Regions from separate parts of the Mus musculus genome. Here regions 2 and 3 are each linked to region 1. The links are chromatin contacts, called in public HiChIP or PLAC-seq and promoter capture Hi-C maps. All regions are on one chromosome and are shown on one strand. The core of a region is the stretch at or near the end of the contact, and the rest is flanking DNA. Distances in the headings are between cores, read along the strand shown. Region 1 holds the start of 9630002D21Rik (a long non-coding RNA gene). Region 2 holds the start of Tomm20l (translocase of outer mitochondrial membrane 20-like). Region 3 has its middle 30 kb from the start of Dact1.

Evidence for each region. Promoter capture Hi-C pulls out the DNA fragments that hold promoters and counts their contacts. HiChIP or PLAC-seq counts read pairs in DNA pulled down with a chosen protein or histone mark.
Region 2: a contact with region 1 is called in a promoter capture Hi-C map of liver, with 4 times the contacts expected there. The contact joins the promoter of Tomm20l here to the promoter of 9630002D21Rik in region 1. A contact is called at or near these places in 3 of 39 promoter capture datasets (embryonic stem cells, liver and stem cell-derived epiblast-like cells).
Region 3: a contact with region 1 is called in an H3K4me3 HiChIP or PLAC-seq map of stem cell-derived neural progenitor cells, with 18 read pairs. The contact joins the enhancer-like site here to the promoter of 9630002D21Rik in region 1. A contact is called at or near these places in 1 of 15 datasets of contacts at CTCF or cohesin (the NIH/3T3 cell line), 1 of 484 Hi-C or Micro-C datasets (nephron progenitors), 2 of 115 datasets of contacts at active chromatin or transcription factors (embryonic basal ganglia and stem cell-derived neural progenitor cells) and 1 of 9 other capture datasets (embryonic stem cells).

What each region holds. Positions count from the first base shown.
Region 1 is chr12:71,576,400-71,579,310 of GRCm38.p6, forward strand. It overlaps 9630002D21Rik (a long non-coding RNA gene), which reads left to right and starts at 1,532. Exons shown (of 3, transcript XR_872814.1): 1 at 1,532-1,747.
Region 2 is chr12:71,110,050-71,112,960 of GRCm38.p6, forward strand. It overlaps Tomm20l (translocase of outer mitochondrial membrane 20-like), which reads left to right and starts at 1,379. Exons shown (of 5, transcript NM_029227.1): 1 at 1,379-1,531; 2 at 1,657-1,700. The coding sequence starts at 1,396. It overlaps Gm32906 (a long non-coding RNA gene), which reads right to left. Exons shown (of 3, transcript XR_381662.3): 3 at 702-1,644.
Region 3 is chr12:71,278,462-71,281,372 of GRCm38.p6, forward strand. It overlaps a transcript of 2700049A03Rik not described here. Among named protein-coding and RNA genes, the nearest start is that of Dact1, 30 kb to the right of the region's middle. Within about 2 kb of position 1,555, at least 18 of the 459 cell types and tissues checked have an H3K27ac peak or open chromatin away from gene starts, as enhancers often do. A contact at or near this core is called in stem cell-derived neural progenitor cells, where this site is marked.

The DNA of each region.
Region 1 (2,911 bases), core at 282-2,781:
TCCCTACACAGCTACGTGTCTGGAGAAACCAGCCTACACTTGCTGCTGCCTACTTCGATGTGGTCACAGCCCTCACCACAATACAGAAACTGCTTTCTTTAGACTCAACAGAGCCTTTTCCGTGACTGTATCTGATATGCATTGACTTCAGTTTACTTATTGTCTTAGCTTGATGAATCCACTCGTGGCCTATACTCTTTCCCTAACAAGGTTCCCTCTGTCTTCCTCGGCCATGTCTCTCTTGGTTTGCATCTTGTGTCATCTGCCTGTAGTATTGCAGACTCTTCCAGCTAAAGTGGTCTATTTTGGGTTAAGCAGTATCTCCCAAAAGACAGATCGATGTCCTGGTCCTGCAACCTGTGAATGTGACCTTCCTTGGTAATTGTGTCTTAGCAGATGTTATCCAGTTAAAACAAGGATATTAGGTTGGGTGCTAATCAGTATGACTGATGGCCTCAGAAGAAAAGGAAGACAAGAGACCAGAGGGCTGTGGGACAACAGAGGCAGAAGGTGGGGCAGTGCAGCCTCAAGCTAAGGAGCATGCCAAGGATTGCTGATAAATGGCAGAAGCTAGAAAAGGAGGGATCGACCACATCAGATTTCAGAGGGAGCTGGGCCCTGACAGCAGAGTGATTTAAGACATGTCATCTCCAAGATGATGACATACAACCCTTGTGCTGGTTTATTCCACTTGTACTTTGTCACAGCAACGGTAGGAAATTAAGATGGGGGTGGGGTGGGGTGAGGTGGGGGTGGGGGTCGGGTAGGTGGAGAGTGTCTGGAGAGATAGTTCAGTGGTTAAAAGCACTCCTTGATTGTCGCGGGCCGTCCAGCGGCTCGCGAGGAACTGGTATGGCTGAGATGGCAGACTCGAGCTGAAAGAAAAGGAACTAGACTGACGGGAGAAAGAACGGAGCTAAGACAACCGGTTTCTAATCAAAGCTCAATTTTACTATTCAGTGCACTGGGTTATGAAGAAGGGGGAAGGGGCTCATTCCTGCCAAACAATCCTGGAGTCCAGTTGCAGGTGACCACGTGCTTGGCTCCGGAGCAGCTAGGCGGCAGGTAGCAGGTAGCAGCAGTGGGAGTGGCAGAACGATGGGGCGGGGCGGCAGGCTCCACCCCACGCTCCCTTCCTGCTAATAGTGAAACCTGAGCTAACAGGTTTCAGGCCGAGGGTGGGGAGGTTACACTTGATCTTGCAGAACCTTTGATACCCAGCCCTCACATGGGATGCTCCTAACTGTAATGTCAGTTCTAGGGGTTCTGACGCCCTCTTCTGGTCTCTGCTAACTCCAGCATACTCATGGTATCCACTCACACAAACACAAACTTCTTGCCCATTCTCCACAAAGGGCACCTTCCTCATCTCATGGGTTAAATGTAGTTTCATTCAGACTCATAAGCCCGAAATTTCTTTTAGTAGAAATAGAGAAATCCAGGATAGGCAGAGCTACACAGAGAAACCCTGCCACCCACCCCCCCCCCCAAACAAAACAAAACAAATAAAACCAAAGAAACAAAACGAAATAGAATAGGCACGGGTGCTGCGTGATGCTGCCCACAGGAGCCGCAGTTTTAAGTTACAGTGACTCACAGGAAGGTTTATGTTGTACAGAATTCTGTCCTTGGTGATGGGCTGCCATTGCCTATGCCTGGACTGTTCTGCCCGTGGATCTGCCTGGCGTGGGGTACTTCCAGATGCCGCCCGTGATGATGATTCCTGGGAATTTGGCAATAACAAAAGGTCAGTATGTTCTCAGGAAAGCTTCTTATGGAACATTCTAGCATGGGGGGATGTTTAGCCTGGTGACTCTGCAGTGGAGTTTCAATAATGAATTCAGTAAGAAGCGTGTCCCCGGGCAGCTCTGTCCCCGGTGGGACTGTCTGATGAAGTGGGCTCTGTTAACCGCTCTGGGGGCTTCATAGGCTTTGATTACTGCTCACGAGGTTTGCATTTCTTCAAGGAGCTTAATGAGGTTTTTCTAGGGGGCAAAAATCATAAATTTCCATGTTTTAGTAGCTCGCTTGGTAGAAGCATAAATTGTACATCTCTCTCACAGCCCATAGGAGAGGATGCCTCACTTGCTTCTTCTGTGAGGTAGTAAGACAAATGTCATCTGGTCCATCACGTCTGAAGAAATATAGAGAAGAGCATGGTTACCATAAACATTAATTATCTTTTAAAGGGACATACTCAGTTTAAACAAAAATATCAGGTTTGCAAAATGTGTAATGTGTCTTTTGCAGCAGTAGGAGCCAATGCCCAATGTCAACTGAATGTTTTTATAGCCTTAAAATATCTGCATTCATTTTCTTTTATATGGTCATAATTATAGAGCAAAACAAATCATTTCTAGTAAATTCCAACTTATTTAAGTGATCTTCTTCTCCCACCAATCTTCTTTGATTGATTTATTTATTTCCTATTCTTTTGTTTAAAAGTACTTCTATATCTTAAATGATTCTAACCAAATTCATAGTTGATAGCCAAATGTTTTTAATAACTCTCCCCCATAGTTTAATGGCAAACACATCAACGTATGCTCGACTGCCTGTCAGCTCACTAATAGTGGCATCCGTTCCTCTGAGGAGCCCGGGAATGTATATATAAAAAATGCAATCAGAGGCATTCTAAATGAAATAGCAAATTTAGCTGATGGAATGTGTGGCATACTAATGAGCCTCTGCCAGGCCCGCTGTGCGCTTGTGCGTGACAGGCTGAGAGTGATGACCTTGTTCCAGACTTAAGCAGAGAGTCACTGCAGCTGGCGACAAATAGATGCCTCTGATTACACTCCAGCCACCCCGCCTCTCCTGGGACCTTAGTAGGAACTCGCAAAACACATGAAAAAAAAAATGCAACTTCAATTCACGTCACAGATTTGCTGACTTCTGGGGGAGTGGGGCA
Region 2 (2,911 bases), core at 129-2,628, 470 kb before region 1:
GTTGGATTTCGGTGGTGTTTGTACTTAGGTCAGTTGTAGGACTTCTACCTGAGGTGAGGAAATGTGTGTGTTGTCTCCCCAGGGAAAATGTTGTCACACAACAGTCCCAGCTACAACAGACCATGACGTTGTCCTGTAATGACAGCCAGTTTTTGTTTTTATAATAAACTTTTGCAAATAGAAGACTTTAGTTATCATAGGAAGAACATGCACTATTCAGGAAAGCAGTGTGTAACTTTCACTACGTCTAAGACCAAGGACAGGGACTTCTTAATCTCACTGGTATTCAGGGCAGATAGGGTGCCTTGCTATGACAATAATGGTAGTTAACAGTGAATTAGTAAGTACAGTTGAATAATGCACAACAAAAACTATTTAAGGACTTTGGAACTGAGGCAGGAGGATGGAGAGTTTCAGGCCACCATGAGCTACATGGACGGTTGAAAATTAAAGCAGACTGGGTGGTGGTGGCGCACGCCTTGAATCCCAGCACTTGGGGAGGCAGAGGCAGGTGGATTTCTGAGTTCCAGGCCAGCCTGGTCTACAGAGTGAGCTCCAGGACAGCCAGGGCTACACAGAGAAACCCTGTCTCAACAAAAACAAGCAAGCAAGCAAACAAACAAAGTAAAGAATTAAAACAGGCCTAGGAGAGATGGCTTGGTGGTTTAGAGCATTTGTTGCTCTTGTAGAGGGCAAGGGTTTACCAGTGTACACATGGTTGTTCACAACTGTCAGTAACTCCAGTTCCAGGGACCAGACACCTTCTTTTGTAGGCATTGAGCATGCCCATCACACATGGATATACACCTACAGGCAAACAGCCATACATGTAAATTACAAACGAATTTAATCCCAGCATCAGTGCTCAGGGAGGCAGAGGCTAGGCCAGCCTGGTTTACAGAGTGAGTTCCAGGACAGCCACTGCTACAGAGAAAACCTGTCTCTGAAAAACAACGACGAAAACAACAAGGTTTAGCTTTGTAATGCCTTTATGATCTTTGAGACAAAATCTGTGTATTCTTTTGTTGTGTTTGCTGAATAAAACAAACATAAAGGGAAAAGCACCGGCAAAATGATTTTGTTTGCTTTTCTTCTATATTATTACTTCCGATTCCTTTCCCTCTCCTGAGTTATGGTGGGTGGAGAACTTGGATTGTGAGTGTTCTGGGGACCTACAGGAGGAGGCTGGCCAGCCTGACCAGGGCTAAGTTGAGATAACGTGGGGCCAATTGAAGTGCAAGGGAAATCCAGGCGACCCAAGGACACTGCATGCCCTGGCCACAGGAAATGGTCTTGTCAGGCTGGAGAAGGCTCAGAATTCCCGAGTCCTGGGTTCGGGACCCGGGGTTTGCTCACGTGTGGCTGGCCCGTGCCCAACGCTCGCAGGGCAACCCAATGCCCAGCGTCCGTCTTGGCGTCGGTCTCCTGGCGGGCTTGGCAGCGGGCGGCGCGGTCGTCCTACTCAGCTACTGCGTCTACCTGGACTGGAGGCGGCACCGAGACCCCGCATTCCGCCGCCGCCTGCAGGACAGTGAGTGCCAGTGCGGTCGGCGGGAGGGAGGGCGGCCAAGCCCGGGCTGGTTCCCAAACCGGTGCCCCGGTCACCCGTGTCCATGCTACCTGGCTTTCCCAGCCAGCTCGTGCCTGTGTTTGCAGAGAGAAGAGCTGGACAGCCCAAGGCCCAGGCGCCCGCCAGGCAGGTGAGGTGCAGCAGACCCGCCAAGGAACCTTCTAGAAGCCCAGGGAGAAGAGGCCTGCCAGTGTGGCACACCTGCTTTATAAAGTTTTAACCTTCTAATTATAAAGGGGAAGGAAAGAAAGGAAAAGTGGGTCTGGTAAGGACACATTATGAAGATCTGGTGGGATGGCTCAGCGGCCAAGAGGGTTGGCTGCTCTTTCAGAGGACTCAGGTTTGATTGCCAGCACCCACAGGGTAGCTCACAACCATCTGTAACTCCAATCCCAAGGGATCTGTCACCCTCTTCTGTCCTCCAGGAAGCGACAGAGATGCACATGGTTGCAGACATACATGCTGGCAAAACACCCATACACATTTAAAAAAAAAGTTTTTCTTATTGTTTATGTTTTGTTTTTAAGTATAAACAGGGCTTGATACTCAGTGTGCAGAATCATCGCTTGGGAGGCTGAGACAGGAGGGAGTTCAAGGTTAGCCTGGGCCAAAGAGAACACTGTTAGAGAGAGAAAGGCATCTGTAAATTACATGTGGTAGGGACGGGCACTCTTTTTTTTTTTTTTAACTTAGAAGAAAGAAGAGAAACTTGGTCCTTCTCATATCCTCACAGGATGCCTAGGCCCCCCAGGCCAACATAGATTATGATTGACTAGTTGGGTTTTGATGGTGATTATTATTTTTTAGACAGAGGAGGAAGATGGCCCATATGTGATGGTCAGAGGACAACTTGTGAGGTCCAGTCACTTCTGTCGCTGGTCCCATGTGTCTAACTCAGGGGGTCAGGTTTGCTGGAAAGTGCTTTTTAACCTGATGAATTAATACTGTCTGTATTAGTCACTTTTAAAAACTGCCTCTTATTCTAGTGTGTATGGATGTTTTCCCAGCCATATGTGGCTATCAATGGTAGCATTTAGGGGTCAGAAGAGAGCATCTGATCGCCTGGGACTGGAGCTAAGAAAGTTGTGAGCTGCGGTACAGATGCCGGGAATTGAACCTTGGTCCTCAGGAAGAGCAACCAGTGTTCCTGACTACCAAGCCACCCTCTTCAGCCCTCTCCCTTATTAGTTATTTTTAAAGAGGATTCGGTCATCTTGGCTATTGGTCCAGCTTTTGTTAACTCACATGAGCCTAAAAGCGCATGAGAACTCTCACCTTCCCATCTTTCAGGTGATCAGCTTGTGCCTACTTAAGGTCCTATTATGTGTGAGACATGTCTGG
Region 3 (2,911 bases), core at 305-2,804, 300 kb before region 1:
AGACAGTGTTGCTCTGTGTAGCTTTGGCTGTCCTGGAACTTGCTTTGTAGACCAGGCTGGCCTTGAACTCAGAGATCCTCCTGCCTCTGCTTCCCAAGTGCTGGGACTAAAGGAGTGCACCACTACCACCAGGCTGGTCTTTTTGTTCTTAAAGAAACCTAGCCAGGCGAGGCTGGACATGGCTGGGCAGGGTGGGTGGTATTCACCTTCAATTCTGGCACTAGAGAGGCAGAGGCAGGAAGACTTTGAACTTAGTGTGAGTGATTCCAATGTTGTGTATTATAAAAAGGTAAGGGGGAGAAATATGTTTGGTGGATGTGTGGCAAGGTATGGGGGAAGGGGGTGCCTCCAAGGGCCCATGCTGAGGCATCCCTTCTCCCTGAGGAACCAGCCACACAATGTTGTAGTATAGAATAGAGTTTATTCAGGACATGGGGAGGGAGTTGAGAGGGTAGTAGAGACAGAGAAAGGGGGGCAGGGAAGAGGGAGGGCAGAAGAGGCCAGTCATAAGCACATGGAGAGAGGGGGAGGGAATATGGAGGGAAGGGGGAAGGGATGAGAAGACAGAGAGGGAGCAGGAAGACAGCAAGAAAGAGAGGAGAGGCAAGCAGCCCCTTTTATAGTGAGTCAGACAGACCTGGCTATTGTCAGGTAACTGTGGGGCAGAGCTTAGACAAAATACTGACATCCAGGCCAGCCAAGGCTACATAATGAGACCATGTTTCAAAAACAGGAGGAAAAGAACAAGAAAAAAGTGGCGACTCTTGAAGAAAGCTACAGATGATATAGCATAGGAAAAAAATTATCTCTGGGGTGAAATTTATTAATTCTGATCCCAAGGCTGCCAAATACGAGAGATGTATAGGAAATGTGGGGGTTAATTTAAACGGCATCTTCCAGGTTTCCAATATCTGGAAAAAAAAGAGCCTCATTTCTCCAGGACAGGAAGCCTGGCTTGATATGTGTGTGTGGGTGTGTTGGTGTACAGTTCTCTCCTTCCACCACGTAGATCCTGAGAATCAAACTCAGCTCATCTGACTTGGCAGCAAACACATTTACCCATTGAACCATCTTACCCACCTGGGCTTGCCTTTGTGACAAAGGACAACGTTCCCTTTACCGTGTTCCGGGTGCTATCCATATCCAGACATACTGTTGAGCCCACTCACTTGTCATCTGTGTCCTTCTGGCCCATGCACACAGGCAAGGTGCCAGCCCAGAGGGAGGAAGTCACAGCTGTAGCTGAGCAGACCTTCTTAGCACGTGCCTGGCACTGCCCAGAGTCATCCCTGTGCCTTATTTCTTGTCATTCCCACAGCAACCCTCTTGGGCAGGGGTTATCATTATCCCGGAGGAAGTTGGGAGTCCCAGAGACTAATACGAAGAGGTAGGATTGCTGTGTTCCTTCCCCGAAGAGGTAGGATTGCTGTGTTCCTTCCCCTCGGATCCAGTTCAATTACCACAAAACCACCTCGGCAGCCAGACACTAGTAATAGCTAACTGTCTAGCAAAGGCTGCATTGTCTTTGGAGCCTTAAACACAACCCTTTTAATTGGAATTGCTTCCTAATTCAGCTTCATATATCTTCCTTCCCCTCACACAAAAGAATCCATTGTGTGGTCTCAGGAACAAGCGGGATGCTCCTTTGATATCCTTTGCATGTAAATGTAGGGAACGAGGCTCATTTGATTCATTATATCCTTTATTGATGCGCCTGCAGCATTTTATTGGAGGTTTTTTTTTTTTTTTTTTTTTGGTTTTTTTTTTTTTTTTTTTTGTGACCAGAATTCCTAACAAAGACGGGAGCCAGCTTTTAGGCAGGCAGCTCAGTGAGGGAGGATTTACCACATCAGACTCAAAAGGGACGCACCCTAGTCACTATTGTAGTCTCTGGCTTTTCAAAGGGCTGGATGTTCTAGTAGCTGGCACTCCACTGTCACTGAGATGAGTGCAAGGTAGCCCTCATGTATTGAGTGGGAGTTTGTTACAGCTGCCAGGAAAGCAATCTGGCTGATACCTTGTCTCTGGGAAGAATGTGCTGGGTGACCAGGATTTTAAAAAGTTTTGTGTATTGACTCCATAGGGATCTGATATCCAACCTCTCTACCTGCAGTAATGGGCTTCTAGGGCTATAGACCGATTAATTAGACCCAATATTCTTCACTATACAGATGTGCCGAGTTTATGGTAGGGTTTTAGTCTGATTAACTAATCTTGAATTATAACACGGTAACGTTCGTAACCTGCAAAAGAAAAAAAAACCGTCATAGGTATTCACAGATCACACTGTCATCCTCTTTCCTGGTTGTATAGCTGACTGTGCTCTATGGTGACTAAGCAAGGACTGTATGAATCTTGGTAGCTTCCGGAGGGATGGGGCAGAATTCAAAACTCAAAATCGGTAGCAGGGCTTCTATTAAATGTACAATGCTTTTGCACCATGATAAAGTGAAGCTGTTTGTTTTCAGTTGGAGGACTGTGTGTAACTCTGAATGACATACAGATTAAAAAGGCATGAAGCCATTGAGCTGGAAATGACAGAACACTCTGTAGCTGGGAATCTAGCTCTGACACTGCTTGCTGGGCAGTGTCTTCTTCAGTAGCAGCTTATTTCTCCCAGGTGTAGCTCCGTTTTTAATAACTGGAGGCTCTCCAACCTTTTCTGTGATAAGTAGTTACGGCCAATGACAGCTAAGCACTGGGTATGGTACCATAGTTCTGTGTTTGCTCGTCACAGGAACTGAAGAAATCAACATTGATTCTCTAAGTTTAGAGGTGATGGGCACAGAGTGTTTAAGAGTTTTGCGTGGTGATGCAGATAGGATGGCAAGAACTTTATCAGTGGGATTCTGTTGGGCCCTATTTGGCCCTTGAGGACAAACCGGAGCTTGGCTCGATTTTTGAGACCTGT